Linked DNA regions of Sus scrofa: region 2 is linked to region 1. The links are chromatin contacts, called in public Hi-C maps. All regions are on one chromosome and are shown on one strand. The core of a region is the stretch at or near the end of the contact, and the rest is flanking DNA. Distances in the headings are between cores, read along the strand shown.

Region 1 (4,994 bases), core at 59-2,558:
GAGTCCCCGGGCCAGACTCCAGCCCTGACCCCACAGGCGCCCTCCAGGCGGAGCCCAGGAGCAAGGCCGCCGCCATCCAGCCCCCGGGGATCAAATGGGTGCATTTCATTGAGCAGCTCCTCTGTGCAGAGGACACGGGATGCACGCAATCCAAGCTCCCCCGTTAGCCGGGGCTGGGGCGGGCAGAGTGCCCAGAGGTGGGTGCAGCTCTTGGGACCCCGCTTTCCTCTTCTGTAAAAGCCAGGGGTTGCTGAGGGAAGACGTAAAGGTAAACACTCTCAAAAGCAAACATTCTTCAAAGAGCGTGTTAAAGGGCAAATAGCTAAGGAGTTTTGGAACCGCTCGGATTCAGGGTGGCTCCATCTCCCACCTGGAAACCGGCTTCAGTCCCTTCTACAAACAAGCGGCTTCTCACATCAGCATCTGCTTGGCAGCCTTCCCTGGGGCTCCTCTCCAGCCTAACCTGTCCTGCTCGCCGCAAGGCCGTGGCCGGGGGGGGGGACCAGTACCCTGGAGATGGCTGAGCCAGGGGACCTGACCTGCTTTCTCACCTGAGAGTCACACCCGCAGGAGGACAGCAGACAGCAGCAGCCGTGAGAAATCAGACCTGCAATAAATACACAAAAGGTCAGGAGACGTGGGAGTGTCTGGTTCAGTTCTGAATGGGCCTTAATCAATTAACCAAATGAAGAGAAAGGACGAATAACTTTAAAAGAGCCTTGGCCCAGAGACAAGCTGGAGGAGCAAATGGGACCTGGCCCACAGGTGAGCCCTGAAGGCAGGAGAGCCCCCAGCCGCCCCAGACCTGGCTCCCTCCTGCCCGGGTGGCACCACCCTCTGTCTGCCGTGCCTCCTCCTCAGAGGTGAGCAGTCAGGACAGAAGCTCTGTTTGAAAAGCCTGTGCCTCCAAGCCAGGGCCAGGCCCCCTGTCTTCTGTGGGCAGGCAGGGTGAAGTCTCAGACAAGCCGACGGATGCACAGCCAGCGTGGCCTTGAGAGGACAGACACCGCAGGCCCGCAGCGCAGGTGGGGAGGCGGCCAGGCCCACTGGCCTCTGTACAAGTCAGAGAGGTGGCAGCGTTCATGGGCCGGGGTGACGGGCAGTGGTCCACAGAGCATCCGCAGGGACCCTGCCCAAGAGGGCTCTGGAGGATGAGGGCGGGGGAGAACAGGTGAAGGAAGCGGGATGCTGGAGGCGGGGAGGGGCTGAGAATCAGCCGCACGTCTGGTCCTTACCAAAGCCGGGCAGGGCCACACGAGCCTCTGAGCCTCAGATGGGAAGGACCCGCACAAGGGGCACTGTGACTCTCCTCCGCCCACAGAGCAGCTACAAGGGGCGCTCCCCGCGGGCTTTTATAGCCCCTGCTAACCCCGCCACTCATTCCTTCTCTATATTTGGAAAGAGAGTGACCGACACCACAAGTGAGGACCAGCTCCTTCCTCACTTTTTTTTGCCGCTGCCAAGAGAGAGGTATATATAGAAATGACAGGATCCTAGCTGGAGAAAGCTGGAAGTTTGGGATGCCTTTCTCTGAACCGGCGGCTCAGTGATGGGACAGCCTTGCCGGGAGCCCTCGCTCCATCCCACAGGCGCCACACGGCTGGAGATGAGCCTGGTCTCTGGGACAGCGGGGACCTAGAATCTCGGCCTGTGGGCAAAGGGATGAAGCCAAGGACGGAAAAGTTTAAATCCTCTTGGAGTTTTGAGCAAGGCTTTTGTTACAACACAGGGTTGTGGCAGGAATGTGTGATTGTACAACTTGTGGGGGAACAACAGCAGTCCTCCTGCTGTATTATTAGGATCGTCATTAACTAAACCTCTGTCTTAAGCGCCAGTAGGACCAACGAGTAAATGACTGAGAGGGAGGTAGCCCACCAGCCAGGAGCCACAGTGACAGCTGCTCAAGGACCTGTAGTTATTAAGACATGTCACCAATTAGGAAAGACCAGCTGCTGGCCGGGGCGGGGGTGGGGGGATGGCAGGGCCTGCAGAGAAAGGGGGGTGAGGGGGCGTCTAACGAGCATGGCTGTTTCTAAATCAGGGTTGGAAAAATAAAGCCTTAGGAGCACAGAGGGGTATGGCTGAAGCGTTTGCCCATTCTTATTCCACTTTATGTCTGTTTTTCCCTTTTTTTCCCTGACAGACCGTTGGGAGCGTGGCCTGTGGGTAACCCGTTGTCGTTCATTCTGGTGTCAGCCGTCCCCACTGGAGAATAAGAACGGCCCCCTCCCAGCATAGCCACACGCAGCGCGGGCCAGGAGGCCACTCTAAGGGCTGGGGGTGGGGCAGGGGGAGTGGGGCTGCAGTCCCCGAGGGGCAGGGGCATTAATTAAACACCCACTGCATGCTGGGCCCAAGGCAGAACCCTGGAAGAAGAATCAAAAGAAATGGAAGCTGCAGCTTTACCCTCGATAGTTTCTTGGATAAATGGTGACTCGATTACGTCTGAGATTTTGGTGATTTTTAGATCAAGGCAGGTAGGCAAGTGGCCATCAGGAGGAAAGTCAGGAAGCATGGACCTGCCATGCTACATGTCACGCCCCACCGCCCACCCCCGCCGCTGGGACTGAAACCCCCTCCCCCAGAAATCCTCCTCGTCCAAGAAGAGAGCTCGACCCTCCTCAAGGACCCTCCGGTCCTGAAGGGGCGTGGTCTCCCTGCCCAGGGACGCGCCGGCCTGACTCTCTGCGCCATTGGCCAGCCATCCTGGGAGGCCTGGTGAGGACAGGTGCATGTCACCTGGAAGCAGAGATGTTAGCAAGCCCCCTGGGGCTGAGGGACAGTGCAGGGGCCCTGGCTACGTCTCAGGCTGTGACGTGTGCTGGGTGGTCAGGGGAAGGGTGCTGGCGGTCCCTTCTTAAACACCAGGGGCCGCGGTTGGGGCCGGCTTGCTTTTGACCTTTAGTTGGCGTCGGTTCACCCACCTCTGCACAACCACATCCATCCCACCTCCGGGACACCGAGAGGACGTTTTCCACACAGGATTTCTTTGAGCTTCTTGTCAAGCGTGAAGCCACGTCGCATCCCTGAGCCCAAGGCGAGCTCAAGGCTGACGGCCTCCCACCCCAGCTTTTCCCCCGTCAGCCGGCCTGTCTTCCTTCTCTCCGTCACACGTCCTCCACGAGCACAGAGGCTCGGCTGGGAGGTCTCGGGTCACCTGCCTGACGGCCTGCTTCTGCACATGAGGGGCTGGAAGGCACGAGGGGAAGAAGCCTGCCCAGGCCATGGAACGAGGGTCTGAGGTAGGCAGGGAGCTCCGCTCGCCAGGAGAACCCTGAGGGTGGAAGCAGCGGCAATAACCACCACATAGGAAACAGCCGTAAAACCGGAGGTCAAGAATCCGGAAGCAAGGTCGCCCGGAAAACACCCATAAGGAGGGAGGGGCCGTGGGAACTGCAGCCTGAAGGCTGTGGCACGTCGGGCCAGACGGGCCCGGCTGTGGACCTGGCGCTCACTCTCGCTACCGTGTGATGGCTGGCACTGCACCTGACTTCTCTGAGCCTCTGCTTTCTCATCTGTAAAATGGGGGTGATAGAGCTGCCTGGCAGACCAGCTACGTGCATTCGGCTGGATATTATGTCAGGCACGCTGTGCCTGGTGCTGCATGTAGCTCGCTGGAGACTGAAGGCTTGCTTCTGTGTGTTGCTGCCCACTACGACTGGTCCTCTTGATGGCATTGAGTACATCACATTGGACACTGGTTTTATTGACCTGAGGAGGCAGAAAGAAATATATATGTATTTTTTAGAAAGATTTACATCCAAAGAAGAGAACCTCTTGGTGCTTAAACAGGCAGCTTTTGGGCCAGCTGGTGTGGGACTCCTCTGATGAGCAGAACGACTTCCCAGGGTGTTAGTAGCCAGCCTTCCAGGAAGAGGAGGAGCCCTGTTCTCTCGGCCATCACCCATCTAGAGCTGACCCCCAGGCCTGGACAGAGAGCCACCTTTACTCCCGGATATGCTGGAAGAAAACGATTTGTCTCAAGAATGCGAGCAGCTCGGGAGGCGCTGACCAGAGCACAGCTGGGCCCCTCCTGGAGCCTGAGCTTCCTCCTGTGCCATCTGCCTCCATTCCGCATGTGGACCCTGAGTTCTGCAGCCCTGCCCTCTGCCAGGGCATGAAGTCAGCCTCGCAGCAGATGCCTCTGGGATCAAGGGCCTTCTCCACGTCCCGCTCAAGGGGGATTAGGTGTCACTGCAAGTGGGGAGCCTGGTTATTCTGAGCCAAGACCATTCCCAGCCTGAGGCCAAGGGTGGGGTGTCCTGAACCAGTGCTCAGAGCCCCAGGTAGAAATTAGAGCGTGCTCACAACTCTCCTGTAACAAACATCCACTTTCCCCAATTTCTACTACGGACGCTGTGGAGATACACTTAGATAAGCACATGGCGTGGTACTAACCATCCAGGATTATGAGGCACTTGAATTTGATGTCAGAGCCACGCTGCGAACCACCACGCTGTCTACACGCGAGCAGTCTGGGGAGTGGGTGGTTCCGGAATTACGACGGGAGCCACAAGTTCGTGATGTCAGAGCAAACTTCTTGAAAACGTCCAGCCTCAATCTGTACGTGAAATCTGTAGCGAGCTGGTGCCAGAACGTGAGCAGGTGAAGAGAGGATTCCACACACACTGAAGGCCAGAGACAGGACTAGAGATGCGAGCGAGAGAAGGCTGGAGACACAGCTGCTGGCAAAGCGGAGACAGTCCCTTACCTGGGGTGGGGCGGCTGTGGCTGCTGTCCCTCGTTGGCCTGTGATTCAGAAGATTGATGGGCCCTTGTGGTTGGGAGCATGGAGCGACATGACTGAAGCGGGGAAGAATGCTCGGAGAGGGAAGGGACAAGACGGGCATTCCAAGGGAAAGAAGGCTCTAAAGGGCAGGCATGGCCCAGGGCCCTGCCAGGGGATTTGGGGACAGGAATGAAGAGTAATGCACGCCTCTGAACAATGCCATCGAGAAGGAGGCAAGCAGATCAGTCCGCCATGGGCATGAGGC
Region 2 (5,404 bases), core at 1,947-4,446, 34 kb after region 1:
TAAAAAGAAAACACGTTTTCCTTCAATTACATACCCACAGCGATGGTCTCCTGGAACAGGACACAGAGAGTGACTCTCGCGACTCCCTAGGAGGGCTGACATGGGCACCCAGACTCCTAGGTGAATCAAAGCAACAGTCACGGCGGGCGCCCGGCAGACAGATCAGACCAGGCTCTGCCCTCAGCCTTCCAGGGCCGCCTCACACTGGAGATACAGCCAGGGGCCCCGCCGTGAGGGATGTGGCTCTTGGCCCCTTCTCCAGCATCCTGCCCTCTCTCCCGGCTTCCTCGGCCCCTGCCATGCTGGGTTCCCCGCTTTTTGAGTGCATGAAGCTCACTCTGGGGTTGGGGTCCCCTGCTGGAAGGCTCCCCTGGACACCCGCGTGGCTCACTCCCAGTTTCCAAATGGTCACCTCCTGACACAGCCCTTCCTTGTCGTCGCCTGGATGCACGCACATCCCCGGTCCCTTCAAACCCTTACCTTCTTTTACTGTTCTTCCCAGCACTCGGGACTCGGACACCACTTTATGCATTTACCCGTGGAGTCTGCCCATCACACGACAGATGGGCTCCCCCAGGGCAGGGGCTTGGTTCAGTTCCCTCCCGAGTCCCCAGCACAAGGACAGGGCCTGGCACATAGCGGATGTGTGATGATGACGAGCAGGCTTGCAGGCCACTGAGCAAAGCATCTTCAGGCTGTTTGTCCGGGGACCAGAGGAGACGCTTGCTCACGACATGTGGCCGGACCCACTGAAGGCAAGTAAACACCTCGTGAGACGAGCACAGGCAGAAATGGCACAGAATTAAACCACCTGTGCCCAGAGCGGAGCAATTAGGCCCCAGGAAGATCTGAGCAGTGAGAGACAGCAACTGGTCCCTCAGGTCAATGAGAAACGGTCACAATGTGACAGAGCAGCTAGGCCTGTCGAGTTCCTGCTGAGGCCGGCAGCCCTTCAGTAACCTGCTGTCCTGAGTGTCACACCTGGCACAAGGAGGATTGCCTCCGTGACTCAGAGCTGCTTGAACATCAACCGCTTATGCCCCTATGCCCCCTGGGCCCTGAAGAAGAACCCTGCCAAGCGGCCTGCTGATGCCCTTTTCTCACTCCCTGCTATTCCTGTGTTGCACCAAACACCCCAAAGTTTCTGGTGTGAATCTGGCTTTTCCAGGCTTTTTTCCAAGTTGGATTCCCATTTAAGAAAGCAGGTGTGGAGAGTTCATTAAGGCAAGGAGACCAAAGACCTCAGGCATGTGTACTGGGTAGGGGAACAGAAGTGGGCGTTTCAGAAATTAGGTCACTGCAAGGCCCCCTGATGTGGAGGGAGCAGGAGGAGGGTAGAAAACACTCATGACCAAACCCACTTGTTGACACCACCTGTGGAGCAAGTGCCAAAGCACTGCAGCCACCACTCCCTGGGGCCTGCGTGGGGCTCCACAGAGCTTCATCTAACACTCACACAGACCCCTAACCAGTGCTAGCACATGCCCAGGTCACAGGTAAGAAAAGTGAGGATTCGCCGACTAGGAACCATGAGGTCGCGGGTTCGGTCCCTGCCCTTGCTCAGTGGGTTAACGATCCGGCGTTGCCGTGAGCTGTGGTGAAGGTTGCAGACGCGGCTCGGATCCCGCGTTGCTGTGGCTCTGGCGTAGGCCGGTGGCTACAGCTCCGATTCATCCCCTAGCCTGGGAACCTCCATATGCCGCGGGAGCGGCCCAAGAAATAGCAACAACAACAACAAAAGACAAAAGACAAAAAAAAAAAAAAAAAAAAAAAAAGAAAAGTGAGGATTCGGAGGTTACCTGAGCATCATCCGGATTGAAACCAGGCTGGCTTCAATGCATCGAGTTCCTTAGGAGCAACACATGGTGGAGGGGAGCCAGGCTGTGTGCGCGCGCTGAAACCAACCTCACCTGCAGGGAGAAGCCCGGGTCCGGAGTCCAGTCAGTGCTGAGGGCGACTGGCCGCGCCCCAGCTCCATGTCACTCCTGTCCAAGAACGAAGTTTCTCCAACACACCTGAAACGACGTGAAGGGGGAGGGAGCAAATGAAGTTTGCCCTGAAAACTACCGGTTAATCCACTACCTAATCTTGGCAACAGGAAGCTCTTTGGGGCTACCTTCAATATTTACCAAGTTCAATAATGTAGCAACTCTACAGAAATGTAACAAAAATAAGTTACATAAAAACCAAGCAGCACCTGTGCCAGTCATGGTAGTACCACGTTTGACTTGGTGTTTTGACTGAGTGGGTCCTTAATACACTGCAACACCAACACTAAACACCACTTGTCTATGAGGAAGGTGGGGGACTGGTGGTCAAAGAAACTTGGGTTTCACCTGTCATGCCTAATTTTTTTTAAAGGAACACACGGGTGGATTCTGGTAGAAGAAAAATGTTGAAGATTCAAAGAAAATGCATCCAAACAGTTTCCTGGTGGTGGAACAACGGCGGATTTTAAAACGTCTTCTTTTGGAATGCCCACTGTGGCTCAGTGGGTTAAGAACCCGATGAGCATCCATGAAGGTGTGGGTTAGATACCTGGCCTCACCTAGTGCATTAAGGATCTGGCATGGCTGCCTGTGGCGAAGGAGTGGGCGGGCAGGTGCAGCTCCAATTCAACCCTAGCCTGGGAACCTCCATACACCTTGGGTGCAGTCCTAACAAGACAAAATGAACAAAATCCAAAGAAGATGTCTTCTACTTTTCTGTACACCCAACTTCCTCCACTTAGGGTATAACTATGGGAGAAGTACCAATAATCTAAGTTTGAAAGGTGATATTTGGGACACATGACTACAGACGTTAATTACACTTTGTTACTGAACAGGAGTAACTACCTAGATCTTTAGAGTAATGTAACTTAGAACTGAGTAAAATGTTCATGCTCAGTGGATGGACAATGATAGGGTGGGTCCTGCTCTTTTAAAGGTAGTGCGTGCGCTCTCTCTCTCACACACACACACACTCACACACTTTTAAGTTGTGCTATATGCAAAAAAAAAGTCATTTGGCACAGTAGGGGTGATTAGAAAAATTTCTTTTATCCTTATATTTAAAAACAATAAAAGATGCTTTTATATATCTTATGCAGATACATTCACAATTTCAAATCATTTACTGGGTTCCCATTAGCTGCCCAACCCACACAGGCATCTTACTGGTATTCAGTGAATCCCAGTTCTTGCACTTGAAGTTATCAGCTGCCTCATGGACAGCCGGATGCAGTAAATACTTCTGTGCCTGCTGCGTGGTCAGCATTCTTATAATTTTCAAGTAAGTGCCTTTTCTTAAAACATTAATCTCACTGAAGAGTCCAGCATAACACGTAATCCACCCAGGTCACGGTCTGCGGACGACTGTGTGAAAGGCAGCCTTGATTTAAATCTCCCGTGATTCAGCTGAGTTGAGCCTGTTGTCCTATCCGAATCCACAAGGCCACCATGAACTCCCACAGTAGCGGGACAGGCAGGGACCTGACTAGTAATTGGGACTAGTCTGGGTTCAGAAGTGCGGTCAATACCTATCTTTGGGACTCTCTTCTCGTGGGTAGAGAGACTTGGATGTCATCTCCGAAGTCCCTTTCTCTGCTTCTAAGCCTTTAAGCTTGACACTGGAATGATGAGCAAATGAAAGCTTTCTTCAAAAGCTTTTGTTCCTTTTTTTGGATCACGACACAAGCTCTAACCTGCAACAGCTGAGAATGAAGGCTGAATTTTCTCTGGAGCAAAGCTGCTGCAAAGTGATCCACACAAATGTTTCATGGCTTAAAACAGACCCTCTTTTTAAATGCCTGGCATTTTATACTTAGATCTTCTTTCAAACAAGAAACTAGTCTTCCATTAAGTTCCTCATCTTCTTGACAAGGTTCCTAGAAAAGCCATTCCAAACCAACCCCTCTGAGTTGACGTTTTTATCAACCAAATCCTGTACTTTTAATTATCGGGCCTAAAAGGAGACTGGCACGGCCGGAGGCTGCCAGGGTGCTGCGGTGGAGCTCCACAGCCCGGCTCCAACGGAGGACCTTTACTCTCAGCTCTGGGGGGAAACCCCAATCAGGGTGCCATCGGGCCTGCTTCTGGACGCCTCTCTCCGTGGCTTCACATGGTCTTCTCTGCCTGTGTCCCAGTCGCCTTGTCTAAGAACACCAGGCTTGCTGGACGAGGGCCCACCCTAAAGGCCTCATTTTAGCTCCATCACCCTTTCAGACACTCTATCTCCAGGTAAGGCCACATTCCGAGGCACGGGGGTTAGAATGTCCAGGAGTATGTGAATTGAGGGGATGCAGTACAGCCCAGAATTGCTAGCCTTTGGGTTTTTCTTCTTCACATACCTTGAGAATCATCTGCAGTAGATTTATCCAAAGCACTGAGAAGAGAGTTTGAAAACCAAAGGTGGTGCCGTGTCATGTGCACGGGGAACAGAGTGATGGGCAAGGAGAGCCCGAGTCTGAGACACTCCGAGGCTCTGAGGCGGCCTGGGGTGGAGAAGGGCGGCCGCCAGTCAAGCCCAGACACCAGGGAGGTTAGATTCAGAAGCAAAGCCAGCGGCTTCCCGGATGTCTTGTGCCAGCACCAGGCAGGCCGACTTGCCAGAAGATGAGCCACGTCCTCACACACCCAGATCAATCCACCCTCCACCCCTCAAGAGACTGTTTGTCTCTTGAGGCCTGGTCCCACAGCCACCGCAGGGCTCTGCATCCGTCCCCAGCTCTGGGCCCGGGAACCTGCACTTCAACAGGTACCCACCTACCTGCCCCAAGTCCAAGGGTCTCAGCCCTGACAGCTGTGTGCTGCCATCTACGCACCCATGAGAAAGGTCATGCTTGTCCAAGCTGCAGAACTAAGCACACCTTTATTTCAGACCCAGGACAATCATCCGTATCCTTACACCCACGTGGCAGATCCCTGAAAGCCATCACTTAGATAAAAACCACACGAAGGACCCCAAGGGAAACCGACCTAATGGTCTGCCCCAGAACTAGGTTTCCTCCTCCTGAGAAAATCAGCGCCAGCTGACAAGGGGACGCAGTGCAAACCTGACAGTGATTTTCATCAACAAGGAAGACTGTGCTAATGCTTTCAAGCATAAAGATCAACTATGAATGTCAGAGAGCGTAAATCGTTATCAGCCACCAAGAGCTTGAAGAGCAAAGCCAAGGGCACTATGGAAGTTACACTCTTCCTGGGAATTCAGCACAACCTGTCTGAGTAGGGGTCCAAGACATGGGAGAGGCAGCAAGCTGACCAGAGCCCTGCTCACGTGGGGAGACGCCCTGGCTGTGCCTTTTCTGGCTCCGTCCTCCCCTGAGGCCCACTCTGCTGGCTTCATGGTAACTTGGTCCTCTGCTCCCCAGGTGATTATCTGGGAGACTTCTGGATGTAGTCTTTTTGGTTCCAAAAATCCA

The links. Hi-C and Micro-C count contacts between places; a contact is called where the count stands out from the background.
Region 2: a contact with region 1 is called in a Hi-C map of fetal skeletal muscle, with 2.8 times the contacts expected there. The contact joins the enhancer-like site here to the promoter of LOC396711 in region 1. A contact is called at or near these places in 1 of 5 promoter capture datasets (liver), 4 of 47 Hi-C or Micro-C datasets (brain, embryonic fibroblasts, epiblast stem cells and 1 more) and 1 of 2 datasets of contacts at active chromatin or transcription factors (skeletal muscle).

The regions. Positions count from the first base shown.
Region 1 is chr12:55,371,928-55,376,921 of Sscrofa11.1, forward strand. It overlaps LOC396711 (myosin-3), which reads right to left and starts at 1,309. Exons shown (of 42, transcript XM_013981330.2): 1 at 1,236-1,309; 2 at 552-607.
Region 2 is chr12:55,403,710-55,409,113 of Sscrofa11.1, forward strand. LOC100517855 (protein SCO1 homolog, mitochondrial) reads right to left here. Exons shown (of 6, transcript XM_003131996.4): 6 at 3,021-5,404. Among named protein-coding and RNA genes, the nearest start is that of ADPRM, 17 kb to the right of the region's middle. Within about 2 kb of position 3,197, at least 4 of the 83 cell types and tissues checked have an H3K27ac peak or open chromatin away from gene starts, as enhancers often do. A contact at or near this core is called in fetal skeletal muscle, where this site is marked.